4 separate regions of the Mus musculus genome follow, and regions 2, 3 and 4 are each linked to region 1. The links are chromatin contacts, called in public Hi-C and promoter capture Hi-C maps. All regions are on one chromosome and are shown on one strand. The core of a region is the stretch at or near the end of the contact, and the rest is flanking DNA. Distances in the headings are between cores, read along the strand shown.

Evidence for each region. Promoter capture Hi-C pulls out the DNA fragments that hold promoters and counts their contacts. Hi-C and Micro-C count contacts between places; a contact is called where the count stands out from the background.
Region 2: a contact with region 1 is called in a Hi-C map of cerebral cortex, with 2.0 times the contacts expected there. The contact joins two enhancer-like sites. A contact is called at or near these places in 6 of 484 Hi-C or Micro-C datasets (cerebral cortex, cortical neurons, embryonic stem cells and 3 more) and 9 of 115 datasets of contacts at active chromatin or transcription factors (astrocytes, differentiating embryonic stem cells, embryonic basal ganglia and 1 more).
Region 3: a contact with region 1 is called in a promoter capture Hi-C map of hippocampal neurons, with 2.4 times the contacts expected there. The contact joins two enhancer-like sites. A contact is called at or near these places in 4 of 39 promoter capture datasets (embryonic stem cells, hematopoietic stem and progenitor cells and hippocampal neurons), 1 of 15 datasets of contacts at CTCF or cohesin (embryonic stem cells), 15 of 484 Hi-C or Micro-C datasets (cardiomyocytes, cerebellum, cerebral cortex and 3 more) and 3 of 115 datasets of contacts at active chromatin or transcription factors (all in embryonic stem cells).
Region 4: a Hi-C map of forebrain shows a contact between it and region 1, with 4 times the contacts expected there. The contact joins two enhancer-like sites. A contact is called at or near these places in 3 of 484 Hi-C or Micro-C datasets (cerebral cortex, cortical neurons and forebrain) and 3 of 115 datasets of contacts at active chromatin or transcription factors (astrocytes, differentiating embryonic stem cells and embryonic basal ganglia).

The regions. Positions count from the first base shown.
Region 1 is chr12:29,081,932-29,085,067 of GRCm38.p6, forward strand. No RefSeq gene overlaps it. Among named protein-coding and RNA genes, the nearest start is that of Gm31333, 58 kb to the right of the region's middle. Within about 2 kb of position 1,625, at least 57 of the 459 cell types and tissues checked have an H3K27ac peak or open chromatin away from gene starts, as enhancers often do. A contact at or near this core is called in cerebellum, cerebral cortex, cortical neurons and 3 more, where this site is marked.
Region 2 is chr12:28,699,199-28,702,548 of GRCm38.p6, forward strand. It overlaps Trappc12 (trafficking protein particle complex 12), which reads right to left. Exons shown (of 12, transcript NM_178811.5): 8 at 2,338-2,411. Among named protein-coding and RNA genes, the nearest start is that of Mir6937, 22 kb to the left of the region's middle. Within about 2 kb of position 1,528, at least 94 of the 459 cell types and tissues checked have an H3K27ac peak or open chromatin away from gene starts, as enhancers often do. A contact at or near this core is called in cerebral cortex, cortical neurons and forebrain, where this site is marked.
Region 3 is chr12:28,587,828-28,591,047 of GRCm38.p6, forward strand. No RefSeq gene overlaps it. Among named protein-coding and RNA genes, the nearest start is that of Allc, 6.9 kb to the left of the region's middle. Within about 2 kb of position 1,679, at least 93 of the 459 cell types and tissues checked have an H3K27ac peak or open chromatin away from gene starts, as enhancers often do. A contact at or near this core is called in cerebellum, cerebral cortex, ganglionic eminence and 1 more, where this site is marked.
Region 4 is chr12:29,367,266-29,370,415 of GRCm38.p6, forward strand. No RefSeq gene overlaps it. Among named protein-coding and RNA genes, the nearest start is that of Gm31650, 71 kb to the right of the region's middle. Within about 2 kb of position 1,261, at least 113 of the 459 cell types and tissues checked have an H3K27ac peak or open chromatin away from gene starts, as enhancers often do. A contact at or near this core is called in cerebral cortex, cortical neurons and forebrain, where this site is marked.

The DNA.
Region 1 (3,136 bases), core at 375-2,874:
TTAAAAATGAAATAAACAAGGCATATTTCATAATCATTAGATGGCTGAAACTTTAAAATCCTGGTAATGGACTTGTTATTAGGAAGGGGATGGTCAATTAGAAGCTTTTGATTCTAGTGAGGGTAGCCGCTGCAGAGACAGGAGCCATTTCTGCTGGTCAAGGTGACTCTGGACCCTTGCTTTCGTGAAATCTTTGAAAAGATCTGAGTGGAATGTGACAGTACCACTGACCCAGAAGTTCTATTTCCTGGCTCATAACAATGACACACCGTCTTACAAAGTGCGTAAAGACATGCAGGCCGTGAAGCTTTGCATACTCGTGGAGCATTTGTGATTTGGTGGGATGACCTGGGTGCCTTTTGGCAGGGAAATGAAGAAGCTGTTGCCTGCACATAAAACGGGTGGCACACAGCAGAGCAGCCAACAGACCAAATCAATAGAAACCAGATGAATAGATCTCAAAAGAATCATGAGTAGGAAAAGAAATGAAGAAAGACAGAGACTATAATTCTACTTACATAAAATTAAAAAAAAAACTGCCTCAGACTGTAAAATATATAGTGATATTCAGAATCAGTAAAAAAGCAGAGGGAGGGGATGCCCCAAATGCAAGGTTTGGATTGCTTATGAGAAGGCATAAAACAAACTAAAGCAAAGCAAACAGAGCTTCAAAGTGCATGGCACAGTGATGGGAGTGTGCCTTGGCAGGGGGCAAGTGGACATGCCCCTCGGTGGTGGGGCATGGCACCATCTCACTTCTTCTTCAGTAGGCTTTCCTGCATTAGAAGAAGGGCTTCATTCCAAGCACACATTATTTCTGAAGTTCCCAAGCTGGGCTTGTGCCTGCTTTATGAAAGCCGGTGACTTGTAGCTGTCAAAGCTCTGGGCTTTCCTACCCTGCTACCTGAAAAGAACTCAGCGCTAACTGGCTCCCCACCACCCTGGCCTATTACCTTCCCCTGGATTTTTTGGTACAGTCTCCCGAGTTTCTCAACTGCTGCTCTTGAAGATTTAAGTCCTAGTCCAACAATATCTGGTCTCCTTGGCTTGCTGCTCGGAACGTTTTTTTTAGTGCCTGTCAAACCCAGGAAAAAAAACGCCTGAGGTCTTCACTGCGGTGTCTGATTCCCTGGGAACTCACTGTCACCTACAGTGGCCTTGGCTGTCTTCATCCTCCTAGCTTCCTCAGTCCCTCCCCTGTCTCTTCATGTGGGCACCCCACAGTGCATCTTCTGGGAGACTCTTCTTCCAGACATATTTGGAAACTTCTGTCTTCCCTCTGGTGCTTCTGTCCCAGGGAGGCTCATTCACCTGCCATGACCTCGTAGCCCAGTCTGTCTACATTTCCTTACTTACTGCCCCCTTTTCTATCTGATACACCTTTGTTAGCTGTCTAACTTTAGGTCTAGCTCCATTCATTTGAACGGTAGCGGTTGTGTAATGACAGAGAGAGTGATCAGTGTTTTAAAATCCATTGCAGCTTAGCACTTGTAACAATAGCAAATGAGAGGGACTTAGTGGATGCTGGGTAAGGTACAGCAGGCAGATGGGAGGACACTGTAGGGACACTAGGGCAGTGTGTCCAGGACAAGCCCTGATGCTTACAGCCATATGACCTCACTGTTTACTTCTAGGAGGCTCCTTTTGTTCATGTGGAGAATGAGAATAAAACAAAGAGCATGTCTGAGTGCCTGCTCCAAGGGAGGTCCCTAAGTGGACGAAGATTGATGATGAATATGAGCAAGGGTAGTGAGGTGGAAGGAACACGCTGAGGTCATCCATGGAAGGAGGTGCTTTCTTAGACCTAGTAGCTTCACATGGAGAGTCCTGCAGAATCCAAGCTGGCATCCTGTAGAAGCTGAGACCCACAAGCTTGCTCCGGGGGAGCTATTTGCTGTGGAGTCTATCTCAGTGTCTCCCCAAACCAGTCCACAGCTTTTCTACAGTGAGCCAAGACCAGCCCCGGATGGGGGTGGGTGTCAGCCAGGCTGAGTAGGAGGCATGGAGGGAGACTGCACCTGTTCCGGGTGATGGCTCTGAGCTGTTGCAAAGGCTCTCTGCTCTGATCACACTTTCTCATCCGCAGTCAGGAAACAGGAAGCGATTTGACACAGCACACTGCATCAGTTATGATCAGCCAGGGAACATTCTCTGATAAGCACTTTCTGCCAGCCTGGGCGGGCATCCTCATCGTGGGCAATCGGCAGCAGAAAGAGGGAGAGTGGCGGCGTGTGCCAGGCTGCAGTCTGGTTCTGTGGCTTCTCTCAGCTCAGAGCCGCAACACCCACTTGTGATGGGGGCCTCCCGGGGTTTTCTCCTAAATCGCAACCCTTTGGATTCTCTGCTGCAATACAGAGGGGGCTTCAGAAGGGAGGACAGAGAGAAGTTGATTGCTTGACGGCACGCAAACGCTCACATATGATTTAGCACGCGGGATTTGATGCGTTCAATTGTGTCTTGTTTTTGCTCTGTCAAGAGAGCCCTGGTGGGGTGGGGTGGTGAGCAAAGATGGAGAGTCTCTGAGATGGGTGTTACAGATGACAACGTGAAGAAGGAATCAGGGCGCCAGGATGTGGAAGAAGGCACACCCCAATTTGTGCTACAGGCCAGAGCAGAGTCCTTTTTACACGTGATGACTCTGTGTGAGCAGTGGGTCTGAGAGAGAAGAAAGCACCAGGCATAGCATCAATTTTAACTACTGGAAATCACTACCATGTTCATGACCTACATTTGTGTTTTAATACATCTCTTATTTTCAACTGATGAGGCTGGCTGTACATATGCATTATTGTGTGACATTTCAATACATGGACCCTGTGTAATGATAAGATTGGGGTCATTGCCACACCTGTCACTTGAGGCACATCATTTCTGTACCCTGAGAATATCTGTAATCTATTAGTCTGAAGTATTCTGCTGAATACTGTCAGCTGTAGCTGCCGTGTGGCTTCTTCCTCTGAATTCCAGCCCCTTGGGTTCTTTTACTGTTGCACAAATAGGGGATTCAGAAGAGAAAACAAAGTGGGAAATTTTGTTGCTCCTATTTGATTTACATGTGTTTTAAAGAGAATCTGGTTAGATTTATTTGTGGTTTGTTTTTAAACATGATAGCTCAACACAGTCTTCCTGTAGTAGG
Region 2 (3,350 bases), core at 278-2,777, 380 kb before region 1:
TCGGCATCAGTGTCAGCATGTGTCAACAAGCCTGGGGGCGGTTAGAGGGAGTGTTCAGGGCTGTCACTGACGGCCACCTAGTTGGCTGTTAGTCAATGAAATCACTCATTCTGGGAACCTGGAGGCCAGCTGACAACAGCTTCTTGTAGTGTGTCCGCTCTACTCTTCTGACTACACTGACCTGCCCTTGAATAGAAATACAAACACTCATATGTGGGCAAAAGCATTCTTGCCTGACTTGCACCTAAAAACTGCATTGGCTGAGAGACTGCTAAATTGTATTAATGGCTGTTCTGTTGCCAACAAAGGCTTTATGTAGTGTTTTCCAAGCAAAGAGGAGGCACCCTGTGTGTGGCAGGCTCTTCCCCACAAAAGAGAAGCCACAATAGTCAATGCTGTGTGGGAGGTATAAGGACGTGAAGCTGAAAACTGTCCAGGTATCTTATGGCTACTGTGAAACCTCAGGATATCACATTTATGAACGAAGGGCTTTGTCTTGCAAGCGGGTGTTCCTGGAAATATATAGTGGGACTCTCAGAACTAGAACATATGAGCAAATTTCTTATCATTAAAAGGCTGATTAATTAGGTCATTGTTAGCTGGCACACAGGCCCCAGCTATGCAGCCCAGCTACTGTGGCAATACTTGTCGTGTCCACTAGATGGCAGCAGACTGCATGTGCTCACATCCACTTTCCTTACAGCATTTCTTTAACTCATGAAAATCAAGATTAAATCAAACTTTTAATTTAAATTACATCCATGGAGAAAGTATTTTTGAGACATGATAATCCGTCCCGTTCAGAACCTTGGGTGACAGGATGTCACAGGCAGACGTTTGGTGCCTGTGCCTACATTGCTGGCGGTGTCACTACTGCAGTAAAACAAAGGAAAGCGTTTTTTGTTACACTATTTTCTAACAGAGTCTCTCAGAAAGGCAAGCTGAGTGCACTGCAGCTGAGCAGCGACTTCCTCCCTGAGCATCTTCAGCCTGTGGCTGGGCACCACCAGTGCTGCAAGCCTAAGAAGGCAACCAAGGCTCAGAGACTTCAGGAGACTGGAGGCTCCCGGTGCCTTCTCAGGCTGCTACAGGCCACAGCAGTGAGGAGAGGCAGGCCTCACAGGGGGCGGTGGGACAGAAGGAAGCAGGCCCCTCCTTGGCTGAGGGCTGCAGCCCATGGGGAGGTGGGGGAGGCTCTGCAATGATGTCACCAGGGAGGTGGATGTGGGAAGATACCAGGAACAAAGTGGCCCTGTGGCAACAGACCATGTGCAAATATCTCACACAGAACTTCTAAAAGCTGTAATGTGTTCAAGAGTCGGAAAGAGCTGTGAGGACAGCTGGAGAGGTTTTAGGAAACCCATTCTTCTGTGTCAAGGTCACCTACTACAAGAGCCTGTCTACACCCAATGTCACACGTCACCTGTCTGCAGAGGTGCAGAGGAAACACACTGTCCTATGGCTGGGCTGTGGTCACAGACTTTCCTGCCAGGTCCAAGGAGCTGGCCACGTGGAGGGCTGCCAGTCGCTCTAAAGCGAGGAGCACGCTCTTCCCCTTGGTAACCTGCCCGCTGGCGGCCGCTCAGTCAGAGCAGGACGACCTTGGCTGAGGATGAGCTGATGAGCCGTCTCACCACAGCTCGGAAGGTGTTAACAGCGCTGCTCTGGGCGTCTGCTGCTGACAGATTCCGTGGCGGCTTCAGTGCCTGCCTGCAGCTGGCAGCAAGGCCGCCAGCTCTGTGGCAGGCCACCCGTGCCCAGGGCGGGAGGCAAGCCAGGCATGGGATGTATTTGAAATGAGAGAGAAGCTGAAAACCCGCTGGCAGGGCCCACGTGGAGAATGGACTGGAAATTCAGTGACTGACAGCCCGGCAGAGCTCCCCGAGTCACACTGGCTCCTCAGGTGCACAGCTCGGGGTGAGGTCCTCACAAGAGGGTCTGGTGGGAAAGACTGCCTTCAGATGTCAAATCCATCAATCATTAAAAAATGACCCTCACAGTAAAACAATCAGAACAAAGGTGAGATTTTCTGGATGGAGTTCAGAGGAAAACGCCCATTTTCGGGCGGAGTGAGCAGTTTTAATTAGACTGTTTAGACCTAGGCCCGTGCAATTAAATTCAGCAATATAAACTGTTTTCTGTGGAAATTTTACAACGACAAGTTAGGCCCCCAAGTGTGAGTGAACTCTACTGAGCAATCTAGGCCACACTGAAGACTGCTGAGGCCCACGGCTCACTTCCTTGTCAGGCCTATTGGAACACGCAGCACTTCCTTGCAGCCTCTAGCTGACACTGTCTGCTAGAACAAGGTGCTCTACAGCTCAGCCGCCCACATACCTTCATCAGGAGCAGACAGTTTGCCATGGAGTACAGCACACGGCCCAGACGAGACCTCCACAGCTGAACAGAGGCTGCGGGAGAGAGAGGCGTGAGTGTGCACAAGCAAGTGTGCTCCTGCGAGCTGGCAACTGCTACACTCTGGGTGCTGACACAAAGCCCCCCGCCTCCCCGCCTAACCTTACCAGGCCTCCCCAAGAACCGGAGACAGAGGACAGTGTTCTCAGTGGGATGCCCAGAGTGGGCTCCCATAAGAGACCATCTGCACAGATGCAGCAAGAAATATAGCCCAGCTCAAGCAGTCATCAGGAGCTCACTTCTAAGCCACAATCCTAAACCTGTGAACACGTCTGATGCAGAGACAGCATCTGCTGCCCAGGGCAGAAGCTGACCCATGCACATCGCCTGCTCGTGTCCAGCGGCTGCGGAGAACCCCGGGCCTGGTGGCAGTTTTAGTCCCTACAACCTGGAACTGACCACTTCCCTAGGCCTTTAGTTTCAGATTGGAACAACGCTGGTCTGCCTTTTTCACAGGCTTTACTGAGGATGGACACCAGAAGTGGCCATAAAAGCGCTCCATGAGAGGACAGGATAAGTCCAGTACCCACCGCTATGGATGCAGTAGACCGTGAACAATGCACCTCTGCTCACATCTGATACCGGCCATCTTCTGTTCTGGTTCAGAACCTTCACTGGCCATCTCTTTGGTTTTCACACTGGTTCTCCCCCTCTGTGTTGGAATGATCCCTTCACAGACATTTGAAGTGAGGGGAGGGCTGACTGATGGTTCCTGGGTCATCAGGAGTAAGAGCTGAGCTGGGGACTACACTGCTTACATCAGCTAGGGCAAGCAGATACATTCATACCTTTGGGTGTCAGAGCCTAGTTAATAGCAGGATATACTCATGTAAATGTACACACACACGTCACACATGCACACACCACATATAAATCACCCACACAGCACACATACACACCCAACCCTTCAAATCCAGGGAATTATAAACGTGCTG
Region 3 (3,220 bases), core at 429-2,928, 490 kb before region 1:
CAGTAAAATCTATACATGATTATTGGGTGTATAGTTGCCACCATCCCACTTAGGGACTTTCCTTCCAAAACAGAAACTGGATAAATGCATGCTTTTCCAGGACCTCTGTCTCCAGAGCAGAGCACAGATGCACACAGGCTGACGGGGTTTTTTTGTTTTGTTTTGTTTTGTTTTGTTTTGGACTTGTGCGGTGCACAATCTGTGCATCACATGTGGCCCTGACCCCAGGTACGGAGACACACAGATTTGCCTGCAGGCTCTGTGTGGGAAAGCAGTGATGTACAGGCACATCAGTAAGCCAGCTTCCATGGCAACAGTCTCAGCAGCCTGGCAACAGCATCCACAGCCACAGTAGCCAAGGAACCCACACAGATCTGCACGCAATGTATGCAATGTGATTCATGGGTTTTGTTCCTTCCATAACCGGTGCATCAGGTTGTTCCTGTGGCTTCCCAGCAATTTATTTCTGTGTGAATTTACCAAACTGATCTTTCTACTTACAGCTTAAGTAGCATCCGCTTTGGAATAGGTCTGTTTAAGTGAGTTGGGTTGAACCTGTTGACTGGGTCAGTGGTTAGCTGTCTGCTTGTGTTTTTAACTGGACCCCAGCTAGAATTTCCTGAGATTTCAGTTGAGGAGTTGCCCCTATCACATTTGCACATAGGCAAGTCTGTGGGGTGTTTTCTTGATGTGTGATTGATGTGGGAGGGACCCGCTCACTTTGGGTAGTGCCACCCTGAGCAGGCGGTCTTGTGTTCTGTAAGGAAGCAGGCTGAGCAAGTCGCGGGGCAAGCCAGGAAGCAGCATCCCTCCATGGCTTCTGCTTCAGTCCCAGCCTCCAGGTTCCTGCTTGAGCCCTATCTCCCCTTCATGATGAACTGTGTGGCCTGTGAGCCAAATAAACCCTTTCTTCCTCAAGCTGATTCTGGTGGTGGTGTTATCACAGCCACGGAGAAGCAAACTAGGAGAGCGCAGGGCTCAGCTTCCTCCCGGCCACATTCCCCTGTGGGCACACAATAACAGAATTTGCTCTCAGGGTTCCCAGACATCCTTCAGTCACTGTGTGACATGTAGGCTAGAGAGGAGAGCCTGATCAGCTGGAACGGCCAGGTGAATGGCTGCCCGTGAGAGAAATGATAGAGCTGAGCCCGACAGAGCAGAAGTACCCTACATCCATCTCTCCCAGGATCTTTTCCACCAGCCTGGGTGAACCTTTGCACTGGGACTTCAAGGTGCTGGCCATGGAATCTAGACATGCCACATCCCTCCACCTACAGCCATGGCCAGGGCGTTCCTAACTAGCTTTACATTCGCTCTGCCTAAATGGCCACTAGGCTTGTGCAAACACACTCCAGTGGTCTCTTGAGGGTGGAAAACCACAGAGATAGGTATGGATGGAGCCATTTTCTGAAGAAGGGCACCATGGCCTTGGCCTCCCTTCCTAGCCTAGAGTTCTCCTTCCCCACTGCTCTGCCCTCCTTTGTTCTGCCTCTCTCCCTCTCCTCTCCCTTTCTCTCTTACTGACTCTCCCTCTCCCTTTTTTTTCCCTGTCATACTCCCTCGTTCTTGAACACATGCACAAGAGAGAGAAAGAGAGACAGACAGGCGGACAGACAGACCTACCGACCGACCAGAGACTATTTGCTAGTGCCCCGGCACTCCTCCAGCTGGGCAAACCTCTCTGGCTTTCTCTATCTTTCCCACTGGGTGGCAGTGTGGCACCATGCATTGACATCCCTGACCCACGGCCCGAGGCTGTCTCTTTGCTCATCTTATCTCAGCCTGTACTCCTCAGAGGATTCTAAAGAGGACACCCACGCCAGCTTTCCGGTCACGCCTCACTGCGGCACCTAATGAATCTCAGCTCTCGCCTGAGCCGCCACAGCCCTGCTGCGCAGCCAGCCCCGCCCCCACCCGCCCCCGGTCTGAACTGAGGTTCCCTCCTGAATCTCGGGAAGGGAATTCAGGACGGAGGTCTGGCTCCGCGCCCAGGTGTTTGTACCTAACCTGATCTGCTTCAAAGCAGTCACCGTAATGTAAATGTACCAGGTATAAACAATGGCTAGAACGCCGTTGCTATGTTTTATATTAACACAAATTTGCCTAAATGGAGCTTAACAGAGGAAACTACAAGGTGCCTGGTACTTCTAATCTCCCATAAGGTGCAGAGCAGAGCAGAGCTCTGGTTCACCTTCCGTTCCAGTTAGGTATTAATGCCGATGCAAGCCTAGGTATGAGAGTAAGTTTGTAAGACATCCTAGAGCAATGGTTCGCAACCTTCCTAGTGCTGCAACCCTTTAATTCAGTTCCTCATGTTGTGGTGACTTACATTCGTAAAATTATTTTGTTGTTACTTCATAACTGTAATTTTGCTACTGTTATGAATTGTAATGCAAAATATGCATGTAAATGTCTCATCCCAGCTTGGGACATGGCTGGGCCAGTTGCTGTGAACATACAGCTGCTCGCTCAAGTTGACTTCAAGAGGTCAAGGCGTTCATGTTGGAGAAGGGAAGGGGAGGAGAGAAGGGAGGGCAGACAGATCCCACTGTACAGGAAGATAAAAAATTCCCTCAGGCAGCCCCCGGAGCACTGAGAACTAGGCTAGAGGGCGTCCCTGATGACCCTCTACCCGGTTATACGGCAGCACTCTCACACAGAAGACTCCAAGGCTCACCCTCGCCTCCAGGATAAGTGGACACGAGGCAAGGGAGAGATTCCACGGGCAGCAGATGCCACGGGTGAGCAGGGAGATGTAGACACCTCCTCAGTGCTCTCCAGGGCCATCTGGGTCCGAAGACATGCCCATCCCCCACCCCGACCTGGAGCAGAGCAGTCTCACACACTGTGGATGCTTAACTGGACCCGGGTAGAGTCTCTTTCCCATTTGACTGCCATATATGTCAAGATGTTACTCAAGCACGTTGAAGGCAGCCCAGCCACTCGACAGCTAACTCCACCCCTAAGAGGGAAGATGCAGAAGGATGCTGTTCGCCACACTGACCGCTGAGAGGCAGACTTGTAAGGGATGAGGCTAGACCACCCATGAATGCTCCCTGGCACCCTCACCCTGACTTGCTCCTCCTTCAGTAGACCCTCTCTTGCCTCCCCTGCAGAAAGCTTCCAGGCTTGAACTGAGAGCTGACCATCAAAATCATAACGGTGGAGCCCAACTTCCTGGTTGGTTTCTCCTTCAGATAATGTCCGGCACGTCCACATG
Region 4 (3,150 bases), core at 11-2,510, 280 kb after region 1:
GGCGGATGCTCACAGCCATCCATTGGACTGAGCAGGGAGACCCCGATGGAGGAATTAGGGGAAGGACTGAAGGAGCTGAAGGGGTTTGCAGCCCCATAGGAAGAACAACAATATCAACCAGCCAGACCCGCCCCCCCCCAAAAGCTCCCAGGGACTAAACCACCAACCAAGGAGTACACGTGGAGGGACCCATGGCTCCAGTCACATATGTAGCAGAGAATGGCCTTGTCTGGCATCAATGGGAGGAGAGGTCCTTGGTCCTGTGAAGGCTCGCTGCCCCAGTGTAGGGGAATGGCAGGGCGGAGAGGTGGGAGTGGGTGGGTGGATGAACACCCTCATAGAAGCAGGGGGAGGGAGGATGGGAAAGGGGGTTTCCAGAGAGGAAACTGGGAAAGGGGATAACACTTGAAATGCAAATTAAAAAATAATACCCAATTTAAAAAAAGGAAGGAAGAGAAAGAAAGAAGAACGGAAAGAAGGGGAGAAAGGGAGGGAGGGAGGGAGAGAGAGAGAGAGAGAGAGAGAGAGAGAGAGAGAGAGAGAGAGAGAGAGAGAGAGAGAGAGAGAGAGAGAGAGAGAGAGAGAGAGAGAGGTGGGGTCCCTATAGTTGGAAAAGCCAGCTTCTCTCTCAGTTCCATGCCCCTTGTCCCTGGCCTTGGTCCTGCCTGTTCCTGTATCAGCACTGTTGGTTCAGCTTTCAGGCTCTAAGAAGAACCTGAAAGAAAACACCTGGGGAAAGAAAACAGAATTAAACAACTCGAGCGCCCATCAGTCCTTAAGGATCAGTTAAACCATAGCAACTGTGCCCACTCTCAGTCGCTTCTGGTTCCCAGGATGCCTTGGGCTGCTGGGTTGTATTTCTCAGGGATTATTGCTGCTTCCCTGATTCTGATTCTCTGCCTCCCTATGTAGCCCTGGTCCTGTGGCTTGCAGGCTCTGGTTAGTTAACCCGGCTCCTCTGCCAGCTGGATTCGCCCTCCGTGCTCAGAAAATGTCTGCCGGGAAAGCAGGGCCACGGACATGCTCTTTGCTCGCCAGAAAGCTCCTGACTCAGCGTTTTCCCTCTGGTACTAGCAGAGCCCTCCGGGACAAGAAGGGCACGAACGGGGCCAGTGCTGCGTGGTAGCCAGTGACCTGCAGATCTGTTTGCTTCTGTTCCCTTTGGCCTGCAGACTGATGAACAGGGTACAGCCTGCACTCTGAGCCCTTAAAGAGGATGTTGAGTGGGCCTCGGGAACTAGTCACCCAATGGAGATCAAGCTGCCGTTCCCATGGTGATTCCACACTGAGCCCTGTGCCCTGGGAACTCACCTCCTCCCATTCACTGTAACCTCCATTAAGCAGAAACAAAAGATTAATACGGCAGAAGCCATTTAATGAACTCAGAGCTGGCAGCGGCTTTTTTCCAGAGCGGATTCCTGGAACAGCAATGCAGAGGCTTCCCCGCCTCTTCCAGGACAGCAAGGGCGTTCAGCTGTCTGATCTCTCTGGGCTGTCAGACATCCATGCAGCAAATGGGCCCAGGCAATCTCGTGGGTGTGGGGAAGACCCCTTACCTCTTTGTCTTTATTCAGGTCATTCTCTCACCTCACCAGAAAGGGAGGAGAAGAGGGTCTCAGGTACGTGAAGAAAGGATGCAAGCTTCCTCGCCACAGCTCGGGCCAGGGTGGGGGTGGGGTGTTGGTGGGGGTGTCAGGAAGCTAGCGCTGAGAGGAGACTGGAGGCAGCAGTCAGAGTGTCTGGAGACCAAGTGTCTAGACTTGGTTTGTGGGAGCTGCAAGCCTCCTTTGCTGCCCATTGTATCAGAGGTCTGAGCTCACTGAGCTGGTTAGAGAGCCGAGGGGTCACTGCATCCCCCCAGGCCAGGTTTTGTGCACACTGGGGGGTGGGCTCAGTAGAAGGTCTGGACATGCCTTGTCCGTTTCCAAGTTTTCTTCTCCACTGAGATGCAGCCCCTCTGCTTGTGCATGCATCCCTGCCTTTCACCACACCTCCTAATGATACACAGACCCTGGAGCGGGCTTATGTGGGATCTCTTGTTCTTCTAGAAGTTGATGTCAAACCTCAGGCCCATGTTTTGGACAGAAGCTTAAATTTCACAGACCCCTGGGGACACACACAGAGAACCTTCTTTCCAGAACAAAGGGTGGTCTTCTGAGAGCTATTCTCAGTTGTGCATACCACCTGGGCAATGGATAAGCAAGCATTCATTATTGCAAAGGTGAGATTAGATATAACCAGTCCAGTCATGAGAGTGGGAGGTCCCCAGCTCTTACCTAAGGAGTTTCCAGAGCCAATGCCACAAAGATGGCCTTTCTCACAAACCAGGTCCTAGCAACTACCCTGACAATGCAACCTGTGCTGCCTACAGAATTCAGGGATGCCGTGAGCTCTCAGTCTCACTCATCCTCATCCAGGCTACACTTTGGGGTGCAGCATTCACTGGTGCCAGTGTTCCAGTGACCACCCACCCTGTCCCTAATTTTGGCCTAGAAAGCCATCATGACTTGCCAGGCCTTATTTTCCTCCTCTTTAGAAACACTGGCTAACGGGCTGGATGAGAGGGCTGGGCACTGTGGTTGTTTGGTCAAGCTAGTTCTTCTCACACTGAAGACAGATAGTTCCCAAGTGCTGTCCATCAACAACAGCAGAGCTAGGGGTGGTGGTCAGAAACAGAAATGAAGGTGAGGCGGGGAGGAGAGATGGCTGGACACCAGGTTTGTGTCTAGACCTGGTTTGTGGGAGCTGCAAGCCTCCTCTGTGTCCCATTGTACCAGAGGTCTGAGGTCACTGAGGTGATTAGACGGCTGAGGAGAAAGGTCATCTAAGCTGGGAGGCATGGCTTTGAACCCACAGCCACTCACAGAGCTGCTAGGCCAGTCTGTAGTTCTCAGTTTGCTCCTAGGGTGTAGAAGTAGATGGAGAAGCTTCTGAGAGTCTATCTCAGGGCAGCCTCGCCCTGATTCCTAGACTCTGCACAGAGGAACCAGCTTAGTGGTGGTGGCTGGCTGGCTGTTTCTAGTTCAAACTCAACTCCTATTATTATTTTTAATAATAAGATATTTTTGCATGTTGTACATCTTAATTAGTAGTAAATATTCACAGATTGTATTTAATAGCAACATATCCCCACATGTGAGTTGAATATGG